Linked DNA regions of Mus musculus: region 2 is linked to region 1. The links are chromatin contacts, called in public promoter capture Hi-C maps. All regions are on one chromosome and are shown on one strand. The core of a region is the stretch at or near the end of the contact, and the rest is flanking DNA. Distances in the headings are between cores, read along the strand shown. Region 1 holds the start of Psmd2 (proteasome (prosome, macropain) 26S subunit, non-ATPase, 2). Region 2 holds the start of Tbccd1 (TBCC domain containing 1).

Region 1 (5,549 bases), core at 2,985-5,484:
TCCAGCTGAAAAAAAGCCAGAGGGTCACAACTGCTTCCCCAGTACTCCCCTACCTAGCTGTCCCTTCTGTTCTCCCACTGAATAGCAACTTTAACCAGGGAGTCTATTGAAAGGTATTAGTCAGGGAGGTAGAATGACAGAACTTCGGCCAAAACCCTTCAGGACCAAGAGGAGACCCTCACCTCCCGAGCTAAAGCCAAGAAGTTGCTGTTGAGCTGGACATTGGACATGATTTCTGTGAGGTCTTCATATTCCTCTACATCTTCACTCAGCTCCAGGAACACTCCATGCCGACCCAGCATGAATGCCATCTGCTTCTGGACCACCCTGTGGGGGAAGCGGTCACACCTGCTCACTCTTAGCCACTATGAGACAGAAAAGCCTCTGTGTCGCATCAGAAACTGCTACGTCTCTGATTTTTACACAAAGCACATACACAGACTCATCTTTCCTTTTGCCAATTTCTCTACATACACATCTTTGCAGGAAGTGAAAATGTCTTCTACCAGTTCCATGTCATTGAGCATCAGTGCCAATCTCAGAGCTTCAGGGAAACGGCTAAACTTTCGGAACACGCCCAAGGCGCAGCGCAGGAGGGCAGAGTTCTCAGGTTCTGGTACATAATTCACACAACTACAAAGTCAAAAGTAGTACAATTTCAGGACGTGCAACTCATGTAACTTATTTAAATCCCTTCCCAAGTATACACACTGAATGCCTACTATACAGAAGGCAATGTAGCATGTTCTAGGATTACTAAGGAGTCACAAAGTCTCTTCCTTCAAGAGGAACCCTAAGACTCCCTGGAAGACGAGTGCTACCTGCTCTCCTGTACTCACTCACCTGGTGAGATAGAGGCAGACCTTGGCGTAGGCGTTCTCATCAATGTCCTTCTCTAGCATGTCCACCTGCTCAATTTCCATGAGCAGGTCACAAGCCTCGTGCTCTGCATTGTGAGCCATGTTGTAGGGGACGATTTCCTTTACCAAGGTAAGCAGTGGTTCCCGCTGTGCTTTCTCTGCATCATCCAGCTCCTGCCACTCCTTGGCCACCTCTCCTGCCAGATGTCTATGGATAGATAGACTTGCTCATTAGGGAAGCATGTTGCTGGGAGTCAAGGAATTCAGTGTCTGGGGGATTCAATACATTCAGTTTCCCAAACAAACAGAATAATGACCCCAAGTCCCTTCTCATGTCCATAAAGAAAATGCCTTACCTGACGTATTCATGGCCCCATGACGCCAGTTCTTCCTGGGAGCCCACGAGCCGATACTTGAGGCACTCCCGCTCACCACTCATGGTCATGGCCAAAACAGAGATGATGTCAGCTGCAAAACACTAGGAAAACAGCATGTGCCATTACAGAATCAAGATTACTGTCCACAAAATTCACCTATAAAATTCAATATATACTAGTCTCTATACAGAAAAGTTCCATGCTAAGCCTCAAAAAAAAAAAAAAAAAAAAACCCTAAAGTTGGTGTTGCTAGCTCCCTCTGAAGCTAACCTAACTCAAGAGTAATAAACAATGGGGGAATCAAAGAAAGATGCTTCTGCCGGGCAGTGGTGGCGCACGCCTTTAATCCCAGCACTCGGGAGGCAGAGGCAGGTGGATTTCTGAGTCCGAGGCCAGCCTGGTCTACAGATGAGTTCTAGGACAGCCAGAGTTATACAGAGAAACTCTGTCTCGAAAAACCAAAAAAAAAAAAAAAAAAAAAAAAAAAGCCAGATGCATCTGGGTTTGGGTTGTAGTGTGTTTCCCATTACACCACAGTCTCATTACATCATATTGCCTAGTTTGGCCTCAACATTCTAGACCCACCCAGCATAAATTTTAATTGCAATAATAAACTACTAAAAGGTGGTAATAATAATAGCAGCATAATCTAGGGGTCTGAAAAACAGGCTCAACAGTTACAAAAACATGCTGCTCTTGCAGATGACCTGACTTCAGTTCCCAGTACCCACGTGGTGTTCACAACAGCCTAACTCCAGTTCCAGGGAACATGTTCCCAGCCTCTGGCCTGTGCAGACATCACACGCACAGGATACACATACATACATACATACAGGTACGGAGGCAAAACATTCATCCACATAAATACAAAACTGAATTTTAATTTTATTAAAAAAATATTACTTTTATCTACTATTATTTATTTATAATTTAAATATTCTACCTAAATAACTATAAATTAAATGATCTAGAAAGATCACTGTAACTGCAGTATGATAGGCAGATGATGTGGGAGTCAAGGACAAAAGCAAGCCAATTAGGAGGCTACTCAAAATACACTGCAAAGTAAAGACTTCTGGGTCACAGTTGCACCAACAGGACAAATGTGACTCAACTGAGGGTTTTTAAGACATAAAAGGGGCTCACAACCATCCGTAATGAGATCTGACGCCCTCTTCTGGTGCATCTGGAGACAGCTACAGTGTACTTAGATATAATAATAAATAAATCTTAAAAAAAAAAGACATAAAAGGGATGAATGTACATGGGACAGAAGAGAGAGAAGGGACATTAAATATAAGCCTTAGAAAGCCAGGCATACTGGCTTATGCCTCTAACCCCAGCACTCCAGATAGAGGCAGGAGGAGGAGGAAGGTCATAAAATAAAGTTCCGTCTAGGCCACACAGCCGAGTTTGAGGTCAGCTAGAGGGGCTGGAGAAAAGGATCAACACTTAGGAGGACTTCCTGCACGCTCATGAAGATCAGAGTTCAAATCCCAGCACCTATTAAGACATCCCAAAAACCTCCAAAAACCAAAATCAAAAAGACATCCCAAAACCAACTATAAAGACCGAGGGTCTTTAGGCATGCATAGGCGTGACACTTATGCATATGCACATGCATACAAGCACATGCATTCAGGCACACACATATATGCACACACTATAAAAATTTTAAATTAAGTCAGAAACACATCGTGCTAAGAAAATCTTAAGATATAATGAAGCAGAAACTTCTAAGGAGCTGAGAAGCATTCTCAGGCTTTCCACTGGAGAATCAGTCTCACTGTGATGAACTTTCCAGCTAGATGGGGTCCACTAGGCTTTCAGTGACTTAGCATTAAAAAAGGAATTATTCAACTGGACAGGTCCCAGCCATATTCTGAATTACCTTATTCTCCCCAGGGGCCATGTTCTCATAGATTTCCTTCAATTTGCCATAGTGTGGACGCAGAAATTTGAGAGGCTTGGGTACTGAAGTCATGGAAGTTGTAGAAGAACGAATTTGTCTTCTCAGTTCCTCCAGAGCTGGTCGATATAGAGATGTATCTTTCTCCTAATAGGGGATGTTAATGCTCAGACCAAAAGGAGTCACATTTCTCCACATCACGACCCATACATACTTAACCAATGCTTTGGTCAAAGACATAACTGGCTCCTATTTCATGATGCCTCAACCCCTGTAAATGACCTGAGACCCATGACCCCATTTAAATACCCTTTGTAACTCTTCCCTCAAATTATCGTAATATCTAATATGTGGTATCTAATTGTTGCCTCAAAATGAAATAGAGTAAACAAATGAGAAACATCAACTATACTCCCCCTGTAGTAACATCTTGACTCACCCCGAGTCGCTCCACGAGCATCTCCAGTTCATCTTGAAGCTGTTTGTCCTCCTCAGACTGGAGGGTTAGGGGAAGAAGCTCATCAAAAGTGGGGACCCGAATCACATTCTCCTCCCACTTACCCCGGGACAGGTGAAGAGTGTGAATGTCTATGGACAAGAAGAGGGCGTGGGATAGGGAAGCAGCCCTATAGGAAAGGCTGTCTACCTTAGGAACCAGGCAGACTCTGCTTGGAAGCCATTCTAGGAAATAACCAAAGAACCGCGATGTGATGGTGAGGGCCTCAGGGAGTGACAGTGCGTAATGGGGCGGGCAGGGTATAAAGAAAGGGTCGCCCCATCCTGAGTCTCCCCGGTGCGGTGGGCAGTACGGAGTCGGGCCCGAGGCCTTCGAGCCAGCAGTGACTCAGCCCAAGGCCTCCTCCTCGGGCTCCCCAGGCTGCGCCTCACCAGCTCCTGCTCTTTGTCTTTTTCCCCGGCATCCCTTCGCTCCTTGCCACTCGACTTCTCGTCCGCGCCGCTGGGGGTTGTCGCGGAGGGCTGTTGGGACTGCACGGGTGTCTTGTCTCGTCCACCCTCCTCCATCTCCGCCACTACTGCCGGCCTGCTGCGCGCGCACCTGCTCGCACCGCCCCTTTTCCCAGAAGGCCACGCGCGTTGTCCTCCAGACCGGAAGCGCCCTGCGGATCCCGAGTCCCGCCCTCTGGAGCAGGACGGGAATTACTGTTCCGGCTTCCAGCCCGAACGGCTACTGTTGAGTTAGGGTGTCTCTGTGCGTGCAAGGGTGGTCTGACTGCAGAGATGCCTAGCTCTCCGATCCTGTAGCTTCACCACAACTGGATGCATGGTACGATGAGAAGGTCATCCTGAAGACAGGACGTCCATACATGTTCATGCTTGCTTTAGTCCTCTGTAGGAGATTTCTATGAGCTCAAAACTCTTCAAGTCTTGACCGAGTCTGTGTGACTTCGGTGTAATTATGCCACTACTACTGTGGAATAGTAACCGCAAACCATTTCCCCCAAAGTGAAGATGAAATTTACTTATTTATTATCCCAGGTTAGCCTCGAACTTACTTTCTAGCAGAGAATAACTTCATTACAGACATGAGCTGCTGATGCGTGTAGATCTTGGATTCTAGGCATAACCATCCATTTCCACTGCCAATGACTTCTTCAGCCTTTGGAGAGAGATTGAACAGCCCATTGCTGCTCTGCCTGTTCTATAGCCGTATAGTCCTCTGTAGGAAATGTCTACCGGTTTCTGTTTCTATGACTTCTATCACAGATAAGAATACATACATACGTACATACATGCATACATATATCAGGCACATACCATATGTATGGTATATAAATATTTAGTATGTATATTTCATGTATACATATGTGTGTATATGTATATATGTGTGTATATGTATATATATATATATATATAATCAACAGTCACATACCAATTAGTATGTTGGAGATGAATTGGAAATTGTGCCCTAAAAGGTTTATCAAGAAGCTGATGAGTCCAGATGAAGAGGATATGAAAAGCTGTTGGGATATATTTCAAGTTATTTTGTAGGAATACATTGTTTTGAAATAAAAACTTGGAAAAATGTGGGAAACTCAAACTTTCAAAACATGATATTAGAAACAAATCCTGCCATGCACCAGCAGTGTGGTTTTGGTAAGCTACCTAAATTAAGTCTGTTTTCTGCCTATGTGAAGTACAAAAAGTTTCTCTTGTAAGAACACTTAAAGAATGAAATGAGCTGGGCAGTGGTGGCGCACACCTATAATCCCAGCACTTGGGAGGCAGAGGCAGGCAGATTTCTGAGTCCAGCCTGGTCTACAGAGTGAGTTCCAGGACACAGAAAAACCCTGTCTCAAAAAAAAACAAAAAAAAAAAAAAAAGAAAAGAAAGAAAGACAGACAGAAAGAAAGAAATGAGCCAGGCATCGTGGCCCATACTTTC
Region 2 (5,048 bases), core at 1,826-4,325, 2.2 Mb before region 1:
CAAGACATAAGACAGAATATTAAACAATACATTTTATGGTCTGGCATGTGGCTCAGAGTGCCTGCCTTAAATTCATTAAGTCCTAGATTCATGAATCCTAGCATTCAGCCTTATAAACTCCTAGTCATACTTCTGAAAAGTTATCTGGCTATTTTAATCATTCTGTTAGGTTTCTCGGTTAGTTTTCTTAGACAGGGCCTCATGTAGCTCAGACTGGCCTTGAACTCAGTATGTATCTGAAGTTTGTTTTGAACTGATCCTCCCGCCTCTACCTCTCAAATGCTGAATTTATAGGTATATAAAACCATATCCAGCTCAACTACATACATTTTTTTGTTGTTGTTGTTATTCTGTTTTTCAATACAGGGTTTTTCAGTAGCCCTGCCTGTCCTGGAATTTACTCTGTAGACCAGGCTGGCCTCAAACATAGAGATCTGCCTGCCTCTAGGGATGAACTTATTACTGTTGTTTTGTTAAATAGGCATGTTGTCAAACTACCTTGTAAATATTTAGGTTATATCCATAGACTACATATGAATATATATGGAAATATATGATATAATATAAATACAATCTATGATACAACATGTAAGTATGTTATATTAACACACACACAAATATATATACATGGTTATATGTTATATTCATGAATATAAGGTTAAATCCATGCCACTCTCCTTTTTGGACAGAGAGACCTCTTTCTTCAGGGGCAGTAGTTAATGCAACAGCATAACTGTTCAAAGCATGGAGAATAAGTGAGTGAGTATTGAGACATCAATCTTAAATGGAATGGTGTTTCAACCTTCCACCCCTCTCCCACACTCCCGAAGGTTCATGGGTAGAGGGTACAGAAAGAATGTAAACACAGAGGGTGGGAAGGAGTGTTGTCAAATTTTGTCTTCTGCAAATGGTATTCATGAATTCACTCAAGATATGGTTACCTGAACAAGACCTACCTGAGCAAGCCAATACAAATAGTCACCATGTGAGAAGGCAGCACTAACTAACCGGACTCAGAGAGGTACATGAAGTTAGGACGGGAACATATTGGGGTGTGCCCAGGGCAAGTATATGTGTGGGGGGAGCAAGGAGTTGTGGGTAGGTATATGTGTGTATATGAAACTGTCAGAGAATAATGAAAGATTTAAGAGTGAAAAGGTTAAATGATAGCTCAGAAAAATACAAGAAAGAAAAAGGGGGGGGGGGCTGATATAGTTGAGTGTCAGCATTATTTCCCCAGAGGCTGCTTTATGAGTGACTATAGTATTAACAATATTAGTATTTTCCAGGAATGGTCGTTCATGCCTGCAAGTCTAACACTTGGGAAGTGACGACTGAAGGATCAGGAGGGAGTTCAACGCTGCCTTCAGCTACATATTGAGTTGGAGACCAGCATACCTCAACTCCTACATGCAAAATCGTATGTTGATGTACCTTGGGTACTCCGTGGCTTAATCAAACAAGAACAAAACAATAAAGTGTATGTAAGAAATGTCAACTTTGAGAAATTTAAAGTATGTCACAAAGAAGAAATGATAAGATTAAAGCAAACAAAACAAAACAAAATAAAGAAAATAACTTTAAAAGCTATGCTAAGCAGTGAGTTTCCCATTATGAACAACCTATAAATTGTCAAAATCTGACATCTATGAGCTTTTGGTGTGTTTTTATTTTTGCAGTTATGTATATATTTGAAATAGCATGTGATATAGGCCAGGCAAATCTGGAACTCAGTCGATAGCTGAAAATGACCTTGAGTTCTGACCCACCTATTTTCATCAGCCCAAAGAAGGGATTGAGGGTGAAGGCATTCTAGAACACAAGTCCAACATACCATATCCTAAGTCACCACATCTATAGGGTCGTGCATGCATTTAAATGCTGGGAGAAACTTTAAGCCTGCTCTTTCTCCCTGAAAGTTGGCACAGTTATCCCTGATTTCAGGAACTTGACACAGTTCCTTCAAGCTTGTAGGATTCCTAAGAGTGGCATGAGACTAGAATCCCAGTTTTTATCGCCTGTTAGAGAACTGTTGTCACTCAGACCATCCAGCTCAGGAAGGAACCATGGTGAGAGGCAGCGAGGCAAGAAGACAGTTCAGGTTCGTTAGCCCAAGAAGGTGGGAAGTACAAGGTCTCTCTAAAGTGTCTTGCTGCTCTCTCAAGCCAACTTTCTTCAGTCTGAGCTTGGCTTCCTTTCTTGCTCTCCTCATTTGACATGGCATCATGGCCCACCCACTTTAGTGTCAGCCTTTTGGAGGCTTGTTGCAAACTGGGTAACCCACAGTCCCACTCTGGAACTCAGACGTCAAGGACGTATCTATAATCTCAACCCCAGCTTGACACTCGCTTCCTTCATTTCCATCAAGAGCCTCATCCCTCAGACGTCCGCCTCCCTTCTTCTGCTCACAGCCACTTAACTCCCTCCAATCCCCAAACGTGGTATTTGGCTCTGCAACCAACCCCCGCTCTTCCTGGGGGAAACCTGGCCCTGCACCGCCAGCCTGGCCCACACTACCCCCTTGTCCCTCGACCCGGCAGTGCCCCTCCCTCACTCCTCGATGTCACCCGCGTCCTTCTCAGCAAGGGCCGCCCCTCGGCCTCTTGCTGCACGCGCGGGAGCCCCCTTCCTCACCCGGCGATCACAGTCCCGATGAGGTACAGCAGCAACAGGCAGAAGGTGCTCAGGTTCTGCGGGGCCATGGCGTCCCCTGGTCCTACCCTCTCAGCCTCCGGTGCCGCTGCGTCGGCTGACCAGCCCTTCCGGCCCAGGGAGGCCGCCTCACGCCGGGGTCTCTCTCTTGCCCGGCCGCGGAGACAGGTAGCGCGCCCCTTCCTCAGCTGCCACCTTCCGGGAGCCCCAGAGCCGGCGAGCAGCCAGGCGTGGGCCAATCGCCGCCGGGGACATCACACGCGGCCGCCACTCCGCAGCCAATCAGCGCGGTACACTTCACCTCCGAGGCGGCGCGGGAAGCCAATCAGACAGCAGAACAGCCGTCGTGTCCGCCGGCCAATGGGAAGAGAAAACGTCAGAGGTTCGCGCCGCCCGGAAGCGGCTGAGAACCGGAGAGAGTTAGGAGCCGAGAAAGAGCGCGCTGCTGTAGGAAACCCGAATGTCCACCAATCGCGAGGCTCCTTCCCGATTCCGACCAATTGCTTGAGAGAGGTCTTACTACCAGTCTGGAAGCTACGCCATGTGCACACGTGACTTGCGAGCGCTCACCGAAGTGCAACCCCAGGAGGTGTCAAAGTACGTGGGGCGTCTTGCCTGGGGATAGGCTCTCCCAGTACTAACTTATTACAGTCTCGCTACCGTGGAAAAGAGGGACCTGGTACCTTGTAGAGACGCCGCCATAGAGACCGACTTAAGTTAAGATTCGGCTTCCAGCACTCCGTAGCGGTGAGGCAGCCCCATCTCCACCCCACTTTCGAACCTGTTTTCTACAGAACTAAGGCAAAGCGTTCTCTGGCAGTGTTGGGAATTAATTAAACTTTTTTTTTTCCTGCAAGTTTCCTAGCAGAATTGCACACAGCAAGCATGCAATCAATAAAAGGCACTAGAGCTTGTTCATCGGTTGCTCTTTTCTCCAGTTTTGTTTACCTCAGACAACTAGTTGTTTAGGACAGCTTCTCAGCTTAGCTTCCTGCATAACCTATTCAGATTTTTATCAGTGAACCGTAATGTGTGCTTGTCCACTATAGCTCCACCTCTGAGTCATAATTATCTCCTGCTTGCAAAGGTCTCATAACCGATCTCCCTGCCTCCAAACTTCATATCTTGATACACTATTTTAAAGTTCCTCTGCTCTCCACCCTATGATTGTGTGCACTCGGGAGCGCACTAGGGAACCTGGAGATCACAGATTAGACTAGGCTGGTGGACCCAGGAGCTCGAGAACCGTCTCTGTCTCTTGAGTGCTGGGAATCCAGGACGTTGTTGTTGCAGTTGCTACAATGGGCGGAATTCAAGACCCCCTGTTTGTATGGCAAGTAAGTGGCAAGCTTTATGGACTGAACTATCCCCAGCGCACTCCCGCTTTTTAAAAACTATGTCAAATCATCCTCTCCTGCTTAAAACCTTTAGTGGCTTTTCATTGCACTCAAAGTAAAAGGCCAAGTCTATGGTAACTTACAAAGCTGTCTAATTTAATGATATATATCCTCACCTATTAAATATCGTAGCATGTTCCAGAATAATCAACTCCCTTCCTTTTAAAAATGTTTCATTGTGTATAGTCATTGTATATGGTACTTTCTTGTATAGTCAAACTGTATAATGTATATATTTTTACCTTTTTCTCTCTGTGCTGTTATTCCTTTTGTTTCTCTAGGTGATTTGGCATTGCCATATACACATATGTGATTTTAAGTACCTATATAAAATCTAGGAGCCACACATTGAGATAAAACATGTATTTGTTTCTCTGAGACAAGATAGTCATCTAGACAAGATAGTTATCTCCAGTTATATCCATTTTCCTGTATACAACAAAATTGCATTCCTAAATTTTTGCTTGTGAGCCTAACCTTTAATGGTTAAGCCATCTTTTGTATCCTATAGCTGCATTTTCTATGGTTTGGAAGAAAACATTGTACATAAGCCACATTTTCTTTATTCTCTTGTTGAACTCCTAAGTCCATCCTGTAAGTTAGCTATTGTGAATAGTGCTGGAACAAACATTGATGTTTTGCCAAAACCTCAATGAGAAAGAAAAAGGTTTATTTTGATGTTCATGGGTGCTGTGATGGTTTGTATAGCCTTGGACCAGGGAGTGGCACCATCTGAAGGTGTGGCCTTGTTGGAATAGGTGTGACTTGGTTGGAATGGGTGTGTCATTGTGGGTGTGGGTATAAGATCCTCACTCTAGTTGCCTGGAAGTCAGTCTTCCACTAGCAGCCTTTGGATGAAGACGTAGAACTCTCAGCTCTGCCTGCACCATGCCTGCCTGGATACTGCCATGCTCCCACCTTGATGATAATGGACTGAACCTCTGAACCTGTAAGCCAGCCCCAATTAAATGTTGTTTTTATAAGACTTGCCTTGGTCAT

The links. Promoter capture Hi-C pulls out the DNA fragments that hold promoters and counts their contacts.
Region 2: a promoter capture Hi-C map of erythroid cells shows a contact between it and region 1, with 9 times the contacts expected there. The contact joins the promoter of Tbccd1 here to the promoter of Psmd2 in region 1. A contact is called at or near these places in 2 of 39 promoter capture datasets (erythroid cells and liver).

Annotation. Positions count from the first base shown.
Region 1 is chr16:20,650,337-20,655,885 of GRCm38.p6, reverse strand. It overlaps Psmd2 (proteasome (prosome, macropain) 26S subunit, non-ATPase, 2), which reads right to left and starts at 4,234. Exons shown (of 21, transcript NM_134101.2): 1 at 4,035-4,234; 2 at 3,586-3,642; 3 at 3,129-3,293; 4 at 1,217-1,338; 5 at 844-1,068; 6 at 475-633; 7 at 183-327; 8 at 1-5. The coding sequence starts at 4,169.
Region 2 is chr16:22,855,696-22,860,743 of GRCm38.p6, reverse strand. It overlaps Tbccd1 (TBCC domain containing 1), which reads left to right and starts at 3,075. Exons shown (of 8, transcript NM_001081368.2): 1 at 3,075-3,399. Dnajb11 (DnaJ heat shock protein family (Hsp40) member B11) reads right to left here and starts at 2,899. Exons shown (of 10, transcript NM_001190804.1): 1 at 2,635-2,899. The coding sequence starts at 2,702.